Linked DNA regions of Rattus norvegicus: region 2 is linked to region 1. The links are chromatin contacts, called in public Hi-C maps. All regions are on one chromosome and are shown on one strand. Each heading gives the region's core, a stretch centred on a gene start, on an enhancer-like site or on the middle of the called end of the contact. The rest is flanking DNA. Distances are from core to core; before and after follow the strand shown. Region 1 holds the start of Mecom (MDS1 and EVI1 complex locus). Region 2 overlaps Mecom (MDS1 and EVI1 complex locus).

Region 1 (5,571 bases), core at 783-3,282:
TGAAATATCCCACCTTGAATTTTCCCGTCTAAGATGCTCTGCCATCTCCAGGTGCCAGGCCCTGGAAAATTCCACCTCCTTTCTGGGGAGGTCAAACAATTCTAGGACCTGAGAGCTGGGATACTCTGTCTTCAGGCCTAAGTAATGCCCCCCCCCCCAAAGTCTCTTACAGACAAGAAGCTGCTATATGAAGCCCTTGCTTGTCTGCCTAGAATTTTTCCCTGTGAATATGACCTCTGCAAAACCTTCAAATCTCACACCTCCCTGTCCTAGGAGAACATTTACTGGTCAGAAGGAGATCACTCCTAAACAGAGAGTAGTTTATGGATTGGGGGTGGGTGTAGAGTAGTCATTGGTGTCTTTGAATATATTAAAAGTAGTCCCCCCCTCGTGCTCGTGCATGTGTGCGAGAACACACACACACACACACACACACACACACACACACACACCTGCACACAGTAGGCTACTGGAGCTCTAGTAGGTCTTGTAAATTCCTAGGTGCCTCTGTGGGGGAGGGGAGATGGCAGAATTCCCTGGGGTTCACGTGTGTGCGGGCTCCAGCATTTTCTCTTCTGGAAGCTGTTTTCACTCCTGTTCTCTGCCATTTCCTCCTTTACCTCCTCTGTCTCTTCCTCATATTTCAAGGTTACACATCTGTCTCCCTTGGGAGCTGTAGTTCGGTTCTCTAGGGACCTGTATTTTATGTCTGAATGCCCCTGGAATTACACAGCTCTGGGGAGGGGAAGGTGGTGGGTATCCTTAGTTGAGGTAGGTCTTGTAAGCGTTGGTTTTCTTGGCCACCGAAGTCCCCTGGGAATTGAACCTAGATATTAGCTCTCTCACAACCGCAGTCTGAGCTCAGACAAAATGAATACCAACAGGTGCAACTGAGTCCCAACAACCCGCCTGTCCTCCATTCTCTCTCAGAGAAGACGCCAGGACCAGCTTCCCCCCCTGTTCTTTCTGACTTGAGTATGAGGATGGTAGCAGCACCGCACGGAAAAGATTGCAATTTTCTTTTATGGCGTCTGGCAGGATTTGCAGCAGATATTAATGGAGACATAAATAGCACGTGGAAGGTATTGAACACAACTGTTTAATGAAAGAAGGTTGTACTAAGAGAAAAATCCATACTGAGTTGGGAGTGATTCATACCTCGAACACACCTAACCCCTTGCGTCCTCCTCTCTGCCTGCACACTTCATTAGTAAATTCAGTAATTAGGCACATTTCAACAATGTTCTTTTTGTATTTTCTAGGTATGCGTATGGAATTTCCCCCCTTCCTCCTTCTGGTGACCCCAAAGGTTGTAGGTTTCAGTAAGTGAGTGGAAATGGCAGGCAGACTGAGTAGCAGCAGGAGGCCGGAAGGTGACGGCCGACCTTAGGCAAGGCAGGAGGTCTTGGATGTCAAACACCCAGCACGGCGGGACCCGAGCATCAAGGGCGATTGTTGCTACTTGATGGAAACAGACTACTGAAATGTTCCAAGGATAGCAGCTACCGTTAGTATTATAGCTAAAATCGAGAACCGGTTATTCATCCAAAGCGGAAGCCCCAGGAACTTCAGGAGGAGAGCGCGGGCAGCAACAGCAGATCTCTCAAGTTCAAGATGCTTCTCGCCTTCTGATAATGCGTTCACGGTCCAGCCCTCAATCTAGTTCTTTTGAAGACGGAAAGATTTAACCTAAAGTATTTTTTTTCCTCCTCCGCTCGTTTCCCCTATAGACAATGTAATTTATGGTGGAGAAAACATTAATAATAATTACAGTGCAGGCTTATTGTTGACTCCCACACAGGCACAGTCCTCTGCCCCACGAATCAATTCTCTGTCCAAGACTTTGCATTTCTTTTCTTTTTCTCCCCCCCCCCCGTTTGGGTGAAGTGTCTGCTCCCCTCCAGCTCCCCACGCTCGCTCCCCGCCCCCTGCCGCCCTCCCCGTAGCTCCCTTTCTCCGCCTCCTCGGCGATTGCCATCTGACAAGATCTCCAAATCAAAGTGATAAATCGCTCCAAACTTTTTTTGGCGGCGCTGAGATGTTGGAGGGGCGTCTAACGCGCATGTGCGAAGGTGTCCAAACTGACAATGCTAGAGATAGCGAGTGTGGATTGAGAGAAAGAGAGAGAGGGAGGGAGAGAGAGAGTGAAAGACCGAGTGTGTGTGTGCGTGTGTGAGACGAGAGAGAGAGAGAGAGAGAGAGAGAGAGAGAGAGAGAGGAGGAGGGAGGGGGAGAGAGAGACCAAAAGAAGGAAAAGATCCAAGAAAAAAAAAAAAACCTAACCACCCAGCAGCGGCTGCAGAACTGGGCACAGCATGAGATCCAAAGGCAGGGCAAGGAAACTGGCCACAAGTAGGTGCAATATCCCTTTTCTATTGGCTTCCCCCCCCCTTCTCTGCCATCTTGCATATCTGTGTCTAGCACTCGGGGAGAGAGCGCGGGCTGCTTTGGCGCGGGGGGCCCCGGGTGGAAGGCAGGCGCAGCGCAGCCTGCAGCCCGAGCAACCTGCCGATTTCTGCCTCCGCTCCCTGGCTCCTGCTCTGGGCGCAGTGGAGCCGCGGTAGCCCTGAGCCCCGCACCAGGACCAGCTGTGGCAACTCCGGGGTGGGGGTGGGGGCAGCAAAAAGCTGAGTGGGAGGGAGGAGAGCGCGCGCGAGTGAGCGCGAAGGGGTGGGGGGAGAGGAGAGTGTGTCCCCCTCCCCTCCCTTCCCCCCCAGGCGGGGGAGAGTCGCCTCTGGCCAACCAGCTAGTCCCCGGAGCTGGAGGAGGGGGGAGGGGGGCGGGCAGGGGAAGGGCGCCTTTCCGAAGCTCTGTTTGTTTCTGGGGTTTGGGATGGGTGGCGGGCTCAGAGGGAGCCGTGGTGGCTGTGGCGGCAGCGGGCCGCGATGGAGTTGGGAAAAGTTGCGAGGCGGCCGCTTGCAAGTTGCGCGGGCGATCGGCGCTGCGCCGAGCCGCGGCTGCGGTAGTGGGCGCTGTGCGCTCGGTCCTTGTGTGCGGCGGCGTGTGCGGCGCGCCGGGAGCCCTGGGGAAGGGGAGGCAGAGGTGTGGGGGGGCGCGGTCCTGGGGATGGGTTGGGGGAGCTCCGGCAGCGCCGAGCTCTCGGCTTCGCAGAGTCACTGGGCAGGTGGGGAGAGCGGAGGCCTCGCTGGCGTTCTCCGGCCTGGGGGCGGAGGGCGCGCGGCCAGCCGAGAACGCAGCACCATAAGGCCGGGAGGGCGCGCTCCGACCCGAGAAGCCCGGGCTGGCAGGGCGCCGAGTGACCCCCAGGGGGCGGGCTGTCGGAACTCGGGGCCGCGGAGGGGGCGCAGTTCAGTCTGCCACTTTCTTTCTGGGTGCAGCAGGGGTCCCGGGTCATTGGTCCTCCCCGGCGCCCTCTGCCTGCCCGGAGCGGAGCAGCCTCGGTCACGCGGGACTAGGGCAGTGGGGTTTGAGGCTACGGGGAACGGGACTCCCATCCCCCACGCTTTCAGCGAAGGCTTGGGTGACACTCAGGGACAGCGTAGGGTGGGAAGCGTTGCTTAGCACGGACCAGCAGGCGTCTGTGCTGGGTTTGTTCAAATGCTTCCGCCCAGCGTTGAAGGGGACCCGGCGAGCAGCCTGCAGTGTACTTTCTCCCTCGGATATCAGAGCTGCTTCGAGAGGGGACCGGCCAGACCGCCCATGCCTCTCACACTTGGACTTGAGGAATCTCGAACTCTCTTTAATTGTTTTGTTTCGGATCAGAGGCAAAAGATAGGATGTGGGTATATGTTTTCCCCAGTGAAGTCCCCAAGCGTACCCCCCTCCCAATCCCTTGCACATTGGAATTTAGGGCTGGAGGCACTGCATGCGGCACCACCGGGCGCGTCCTGGCTCAGCGGCGCCGGCTACAGTCGCAGCTCCCCTGCATTCTCGTTGTGGAGAATCCAACGTAACGCCCGGCGAGACGCCGTCCTCGCGGGCGTCTTTCCAGAGCTCCAGCCACTCCGTACTCGTGTCTTGCACTCACACACTCTCTAGCGGCATCTTTTCTCTCAGAACTCAGGTCGCAGGGATCAATCTAAATACAGGGCCGTCGGCCTCCTGGGTCAGTCAGCCTGCTTCTTTCTCTGCTCCCACGGCTCCTTTCACTTCGTTGTAACAGTGTAAAGTGCGCCAGCGAAACTGTTTTTCCTGTTGGCTTTTCATTGAGCCCGGTGTCTTTATTTTCACCTGAGAGAGAATAAATGCACACATGCTTGATGGCTTTGAGACTTCAAAGGTTAGGTGTGTGTGTGTGTGTGTGTGTGTGTGTGTGTGTGTGTGTGTTTGAGGGGAGGCGGGGAGATCGTTTCAACCGAGCAGTAAGTTGTGAAATGAAAGCCTGACTAAGGCTTTGCACCCTGCCTGGTTGCCCTGCATCCGACCAAGCGAAAGCAGAAAGCAAAACCTTTCGAATTTTCTTAAGGATCGTACCCCCCCCTCCCCGCCCCGACCCCGCGAGCCTTAGCCATGTTAATTGCTAAGCAAGCTGTACACCCTGTAGCCCACTACTGAGCCCAGAAGCTGAGCCTCCTTTCTGATCTGATGAGACTTGTCAGTCACCGCATGTGAGATACATTGATTTTTGTCTCGTGTCGGGTAAGGATGCCCGTGTGCTTTCTAAAGAGCGGGACCCCAGGCTTAGGAACTTTTCCTGCTGAGCCCCGGGTTCCCACTAGCAGGGCTTTACTGCTTCGGCGGCGGCTGCCTTCCAGAGACACGGGCGCTGCTTCGTGCAGTTTTCAGCTACCGTCTGAGCAATAAAGGAAATCATATCAGAACTACGGATTTTTGTATTTTAAAGCGCTATTTCCTTTCGCCAAACTGCGCGTGGCAGAGGTGGCTGGTGACCCCTGCGGTGCAATCATCCAACGGAAACTTAGCTGTTTGCAGGCACTATTCCCCCCCCCCCCCTTTCCTGAGTTAGGAAGAGGTAATGTAACCAGCATATCTGAAACAAAACAAGACAAAACCAATTTACCGTAATCCTGGCAAACGTAAGCATTACAAGAGAAACAAACCACACACAAATAGTTCTTTCTCCCAAACTCGATTATTTCTTTTCTTTTGTGTGCGTCTTTTGGTGGATGTCAGTTTAATTTGGTCTTGACTAAAGCCCAAGGTTAGAGACCAGAGACCACATACCTTGAAAATACTCCCTGATGTTACAGGGACAGATTGCGAGCACTATCTTGGGTCTAATTTATAGGACTTATTTTTTGCACAATACTTGAAACTAATAATTTCGTTGTATCCCGTACGGGAAGATAGAAAGATTTAATGTAAAAAAGTTTTTTTTAAAGGGAAAAGCAAGAGAACTGACTATATACTGCCTAAAACCCTTTGACTTACATTTCCATCTTCGAGAAAAGAAAACTAAATAAAGCAAGCCCATTCTGGCAGCCAGGAGACTTCTCAGCCGTTTTATTTGGGGTGTGTGGGGCAGCTGGAGAAGCACCTGGGCCTTGCCAGAAATTCCAGTTGCCGCTCTTCCTCGGGGTGGGGGTGGGGGAAGGAAGTGAGGTAGGGTCTGCCTTGCATGTCTAGAGCCTAAAATACTGGAGGAAACCC
Region 2 (5,571 bases), core at 1,260-3,759, 42 kb after region 1:
TCTAAATGTCTGTCACCTTAGGATGACTAGAAACACTTCTCTCCCCCAGCATGATCTCTGAGATGAGATAGAACAACCCAAAGATTTGTTCCTGTCAGAGGGGGCAGCCAGCTCTGTGAGGATGGACACTTGAGAAGACGGGTGTCATTTCTAAGGCAGCAACTCAAGCTGTCTTCTAACTTCTCTTCTTTGGTTACTTTCAGGGACCTCCCTGCCAGAACAGAGTGTTTGGCCAACTTCAGAGGGCTCTGCTCAATCTAGTCTCACTTCCTGAACAAAAATTATTTTTGACATGAACATCCAAGAGGGTAGTCAGTGTACCATGCAGGTGAAGAGACACCGAGATCAGGAGAGACTACCCACCAGCCTGTGGAGCATTTATCTCAGCTTTTGTGAAGGGAGGCTTTGGTCAAGCCATGCGAGAACCCACCCATTTCCCAGTAGTGGAGCTCTGTTCACAGACTGTTGAATGGAGCGCTGGGAGATGTGGTTCCCCAGACCCCAGAGCTGCATGTCTGAGATCAGGCCCAGGCCGGAAGGACTTTTATAATGACTTTTAAAGACCAGACACATAATGGAATCAGAGATGTTAGGGGAGGATGTTACAAAAGAGGTGGATAGTCGTCCTGTTTAACCAGAGTCCTCAGAGTTTAAGGCAGTCTGGAATGGGCAGTTCAGAAATAGTAGAGAAAATACAAAGAAAGGAGGTGCATGGGAAACACCTGTGTACATTCACACACACACACACACACATGCATACATACACACATATACAAACACACACACACATACACACACATGCACACATACACACATACACATGTATACAAACATACACACACATACACACAAATGGGCACGCACACACACACGCACACCCATATACACATACACATGTACACACGTACACATATACACACATACACACATGCCATATCAAACCACACACACACACACACACACACACACACATACACACTGCTGGTGGATTCAAAGAAGCGTATGTATGCTTGTACATATACACTTAGGTTTTATGAGACCCAGCATTTTTCTTCTTTGTAAAGATCTGTTAACTTTTTTTTTCTGGGTAGGGAAGATGGTTCAGCAAATACGTGGATTTCTGCCTAGCTTCATGACCCGTCCTGGATGCCAGAAACCCACTTGGTGGAAGGAGAGAAAGAACTTCCACTAAGCTGTCCTCTGACTTGCACACATTTGGCATGAAGTAGCTTGTGTACGTACACACTAACGTACAATGAATATTTATTGGCCAGTTAGAGAGTTTAAGGGCTGAGTTGGGTAAATAGAGAAAATGCGCAGCCGTACATCGCCTTTTCCAACATCTGTGCATCTAAAAAGTGCCAATCATCACCCACCTGCCAGAAGATTAGTTCGACAAGAGTTGCCAGCATTAGTCTCTACCTTCACAAGCTGAGTGTGTGTGCTGCCGTTGGGACTTCATTTCTGAAATCCCAGGAGTACTTGTTGATTCAGTGGAGACTGTAGGGCAGCCGCTCCTTACTAATCCCCCATCATTTTACTATGGAGTATGATGCAGGGGCACTGGGGCAGCTTTCTGTGCGGCTGTGGCCACGGTTACACATTTTCAACATTATCTTTGTGGGTTTGAGGAGACACACGTGATTCTGGGTGCCCGTAGGTGGATTGTTTGGGCTCACTCTGCATTCTGAGAATGATTTGAGAGGAGTTAGTTTTCCATTCAGGGGTATGAAGAAGGGCTTCGCCTGTAGTCCACATTGTGACTTGACTCATGCTTGACGCCATTTCCTTCCTTGTTTTAGGTGCCAAATATGTAGAAGCAGTGTGTTTGATGTCAGGAGGTTCCCCCTTTTCTTCCCTGTCTCCCCCTTCTTTTCTCCTCCAGACCCTTTCTCTTTCTCTCCTACCCCTCTCCCATTTCCCCTCCCCTTTCCTTTCCTTTATGTTCTTCCCTCCCCACCTTGGGTATTGAACCTGGGACCTTGTACTTGTTAGGCAAGTGCTGAACCACTGGGCTACATTCCAGCCCTCTAACTTTCTCCTCATTCTTTGCATCTCATCTTTGGCTCACTGGAGAATTCCTTTCTGGGAGCAGAGCTGAACTGGGAGGAGACAGTGAAGTAAGGAAGTTCCTCGCTCTGAATTACACACTGTTCTTCCTTCTAGTGACCATGACCCGGGGCAGTCTGAGCCCACAGGCTGTTCTTTTAAGCATCCTGTGATATGGTCTGAGAGTCCTCAAGGATCTGGCTTGCTTTTACTAGTGTTTGATCTTATCTTGGAAACTCTGGTGCCAGGGTAGTGCCAGGCACACAATAGGAGCTTGTAAAAGACAAGTGATAGGGTGATTAACCAGATTTACAGACTCTCGCTGTCTTGGCTTTTTTATTCTGACACACGAAAAAAAAATTCCCCATAATAAGTGAGCTCATCTTTGCAGAAAGGCAGAGGCTGGAGCTGTGGGGTATGCTTAGTACAGCACCTGCCCTTACGTACTCTGAAGTACCCTCTCTGTCCTGTGAGGCCCGAGCTACGTAGGACCTTAGGTATGCAGAGTTCCGAGACCAGAAGTGACTAGGGTCTGACTCACTTTGTTTAAGAATGAAACGACTTCAGTAACTGTTGGCTGCATACAGTCAGTATGGATACAAAGGGTTAGAGTTGTCATTATTATTATTATTATTATTATTATTATTATTATTATTATTATTATTATACCAGCTTTTGCAGTGCTAGGACTCTGACCCAGGACCTTGATTTGCGAGGCATTCACTCTGCCACTTGTCCACACCCCAAGCTCAACAAATTGTCAAACTTTTAAGCTTGGCACCTGATATCTCTCGTTTAAAAAACTTGGTTAAAATTGATCAATGTGTAAGTGAGTGTGCGTGTGTGTGCTTGCACACATGTGCAGGAGTGGGTCGTGGGGATTGAACTCAGACCTTCAAGTATGGCAGCAGGCGCCCTCACTCACCAAGCCATCGCACCAGCCTGCTTACAGTTTTTTAAGAAGGCATTTTCTTGGTCTCCTTGGATTTCACCTTCCCTGAGAGGTGGCTTTCCTGTGACTGTGTCACAGCAGAGCCCGTATCACCCATGTTCTGACGGAGTGAACCAAGTGATGGACAGTTTGAGGAGTCTTCCGTTAAACAGCCCCCGCTTGAGCTTCTTTCTTTCCAGAAATATAGGTAAACAGATAAACACAACTGCTCTGCTTCAGCTAGCTGTGTGCTGGGACTTGCTGACTGTCTGTCATTGAAAAGTTTTACAAGGAAAGCTCTCTTCTAACTACTGACACTGAGACTGGGGTGTGGCTCAATTGGAAGTACGCTTGCCCAGCATGCACAGAACCCGTCTTCCATCCCCGCACGGGGCTGTGTAAACCAGGAGAGATGTTCGTGCCTGAAATCCCGGTACCAGGGAGGTGGAGAATTTCAAGGTTACTGGTGGGCACACAGGGGACAGGCTAGCTCTGGGGTGAGGTATAGTGGTGTTAAGTCATTAAGAAATATCAGGTGAACTAAGTTTCAAGTCCGTGTTATCTGTCACACTAGACTATTCCTTTTGATTCCTTTACAAGTTTGGATCTATCTGGGATAGTTATCCCAGACTTTCTGATCTGAAGGGGAATTTGGAGAGCACCTTGTCCCCCAGCATTATTGTTGATTAGGAATTCAAGTCACAGAGAGACGAGGTGACTTCCCCAAGGTTACACAGCTCTCTAAAGCCAACTTCAAACCCCACATCTTTTCTTCTGTATTTGCATTTTTTTATGTTGCTTTTTCATTTTTTTTAAAATGGCACGAAATCACAGTATTTCCCCATCTCCTTTACAGATCAGGAAACAAAGACACTTCTTACAAATAATTAGATTCCAAGCCCTTATTGAATACTTATCAACACTAGCACTAGTTTGCTTAAAATTGGCCATGTCTGAGGCCTGGACCTTTGCTTGCCCCCATTAATCTGGAGCCCGGCTGCACCCAGATAAAAGTAATAATAGGTGCTATCTGCCTCTCATATTCTGCTCTCGCCGGGGTATTTTGGCTGTGGTTATTTCCGGAGTCCATGGAGACAACCTTGGATGAATCACTTAAAACACTTTTAAATCACAACTGAGTGCCTTTGCCACCAAAATAACTCCTTTTAAAACTGTCCCGATGTGTTCAACAGACGTTCGTCAGACTGCATCAGGAAAAGTAGTAGCAGGTAGCATGATTAGACGAGGAAAAAGAACAAGCAGAAAGATTTAGCCAGGAGCGAGAGTTTAGCAAATAGGAGTTCCCAAGTCTTCATCCCAAGCCTGTCACCAGAGGAGCAAAGAACCTTCCCAGGGCCTTTTGGAATGGCGGAACAACAAAGGGTCTGGGTTCTCAGGGAGAGGAAGCAGAAGCCAGCGTGCTCACCATTTACGGCATCGTGGGCTGGGCGTTTTTGGGCGTTGGAAGCCCCGGGCTGCAATGGAAATAAACCTGTTGAAAACCAAATAAGATGAACACCAGGGAGTACAAAAGAAGGAAGGAAGATGGCCAGCACTCGGCCCCTGAGCCTCGTGTTAAAATGAGAATTCTGTCCTCTTCTAAGAATAAGTCTTCCAGTACTCGCTTCAGGAAGTCCCATTGCCTCAGCTTGGATGGCGAATATGAAAAACAAAGCGATTGTTTGTTGACACGTATTCCAGCAGGTGCGGTTCCGTTCTAAACAAGAAGCCGCTATTGTTTTCAGGAATCTGGGTGATGACTGTCTTAGAACATGAAGGGCTGGTTCCCCAGGGGGACACCAGGGCTCTGTTTTCCACGTTAACCCTTGGGCCTGGTGGTTTTCATCCTCTGCGTCTTTAGGATTAGTGGCCCCTATAGGTGTACGAGAGCTTCAAAAGAGAGATCTAGGCTGAACCTATAGCCGTGTAGTATTTAGGAGACTGCTCGCCTAGCATGTGGAAGATTCTGGGTTTGATTCAGCACTGGATAAACAGTGTGATGGCCCACACCTATAATCCCAAGATTACAGATAGGGGCAGGAGGATCAGGAATTTAAGGCCAACCTGGGCTACACTAGACTGTCTTAAAAAACAAAGGGCTAGGGGTTGGGGATTTAGCTCAGTGGTAGAGCGCTTGCCTAGCAAGCGCAAGGCCCTGGGTTCGGTCCCCAGCTCCGAGAAAAAAAAAAAAAAAAAAAAAAAAAAAAGAAAAAAAACAAAGGGCTGGCCAAATGACCCTTGAGAAGTGACTTTGGAATTAAGGGTTCAGGGTGACCTGTCCTTGGTGAAATCCCTGGATACATGGGGCTCAGTCTTTTTCCCAGGCGACAAAGGGAAGGGGCAGTGAGGGAGGAGGAGCAGACAGAAGAGCCTCCAGACAGAAGAGCCAGGCTCGGCAGAGGCATGCAGGATGCCCCTTCATTTTGTACAGCGGTGGCACCTCTCTAGCCTGCCCTTATTTGTGAGATGCCGAGTCCTGTGGAGGGCTGCGTGATTTATGGGCTGCATCAAGTAGTAATCCCTCCCCTGGCTCTCTCCTCGGCCTTCTCAGCACAGAGGCACTAAATATCCAGCCGGTCTGGGGATGCTCT

The links. A called contact is a pair of places that touch in the nucleus more often than the background predicts.
Region 2: a contact with region 1 is called in a Hi-C map of the A7r5 cell line, with 1.9 times the contacts expected there. The contact joins the enhancer-like site here to the promoter of Mecom in region 1. A contact is called at or near these places in 4 of 12 Hi-C or Micro-C datasets (the A7r5 cell line, Schwann cells, kidney and 1 more).

Annotation. Positions count from the first base shown.
Region 1 is chr2:114,835,861-114,841,431 of GRCr8, forward strand. It overlaps Mecom (MDS1 and EVI1 complex locus), which reads left to right and starts at 2,033. Exons shown (of 17, transcript NM_001389282.2): 1 at 2,033-2,352. The coding sequence starts at 2,316.
Region 2 is chr2:114,877,367-114,882,937 of GRCr8, forward strand. All of the region lies in intron 1 of Mecom (MDS1 and EVI1 complex locus), which reads left to right. Among named protein-coding and RNA genes, the nearest start is that of Mecom, 42 kb to the left of the region's middle. Within about 2 kb of position 2,510, at least 11 of the 93 cell types and tissues checked have an H3K27ac peak or open chromatin away from gene starts, as enhancers often do. A contact at or near this core is called in the A7r5 cell line, where this site is marked.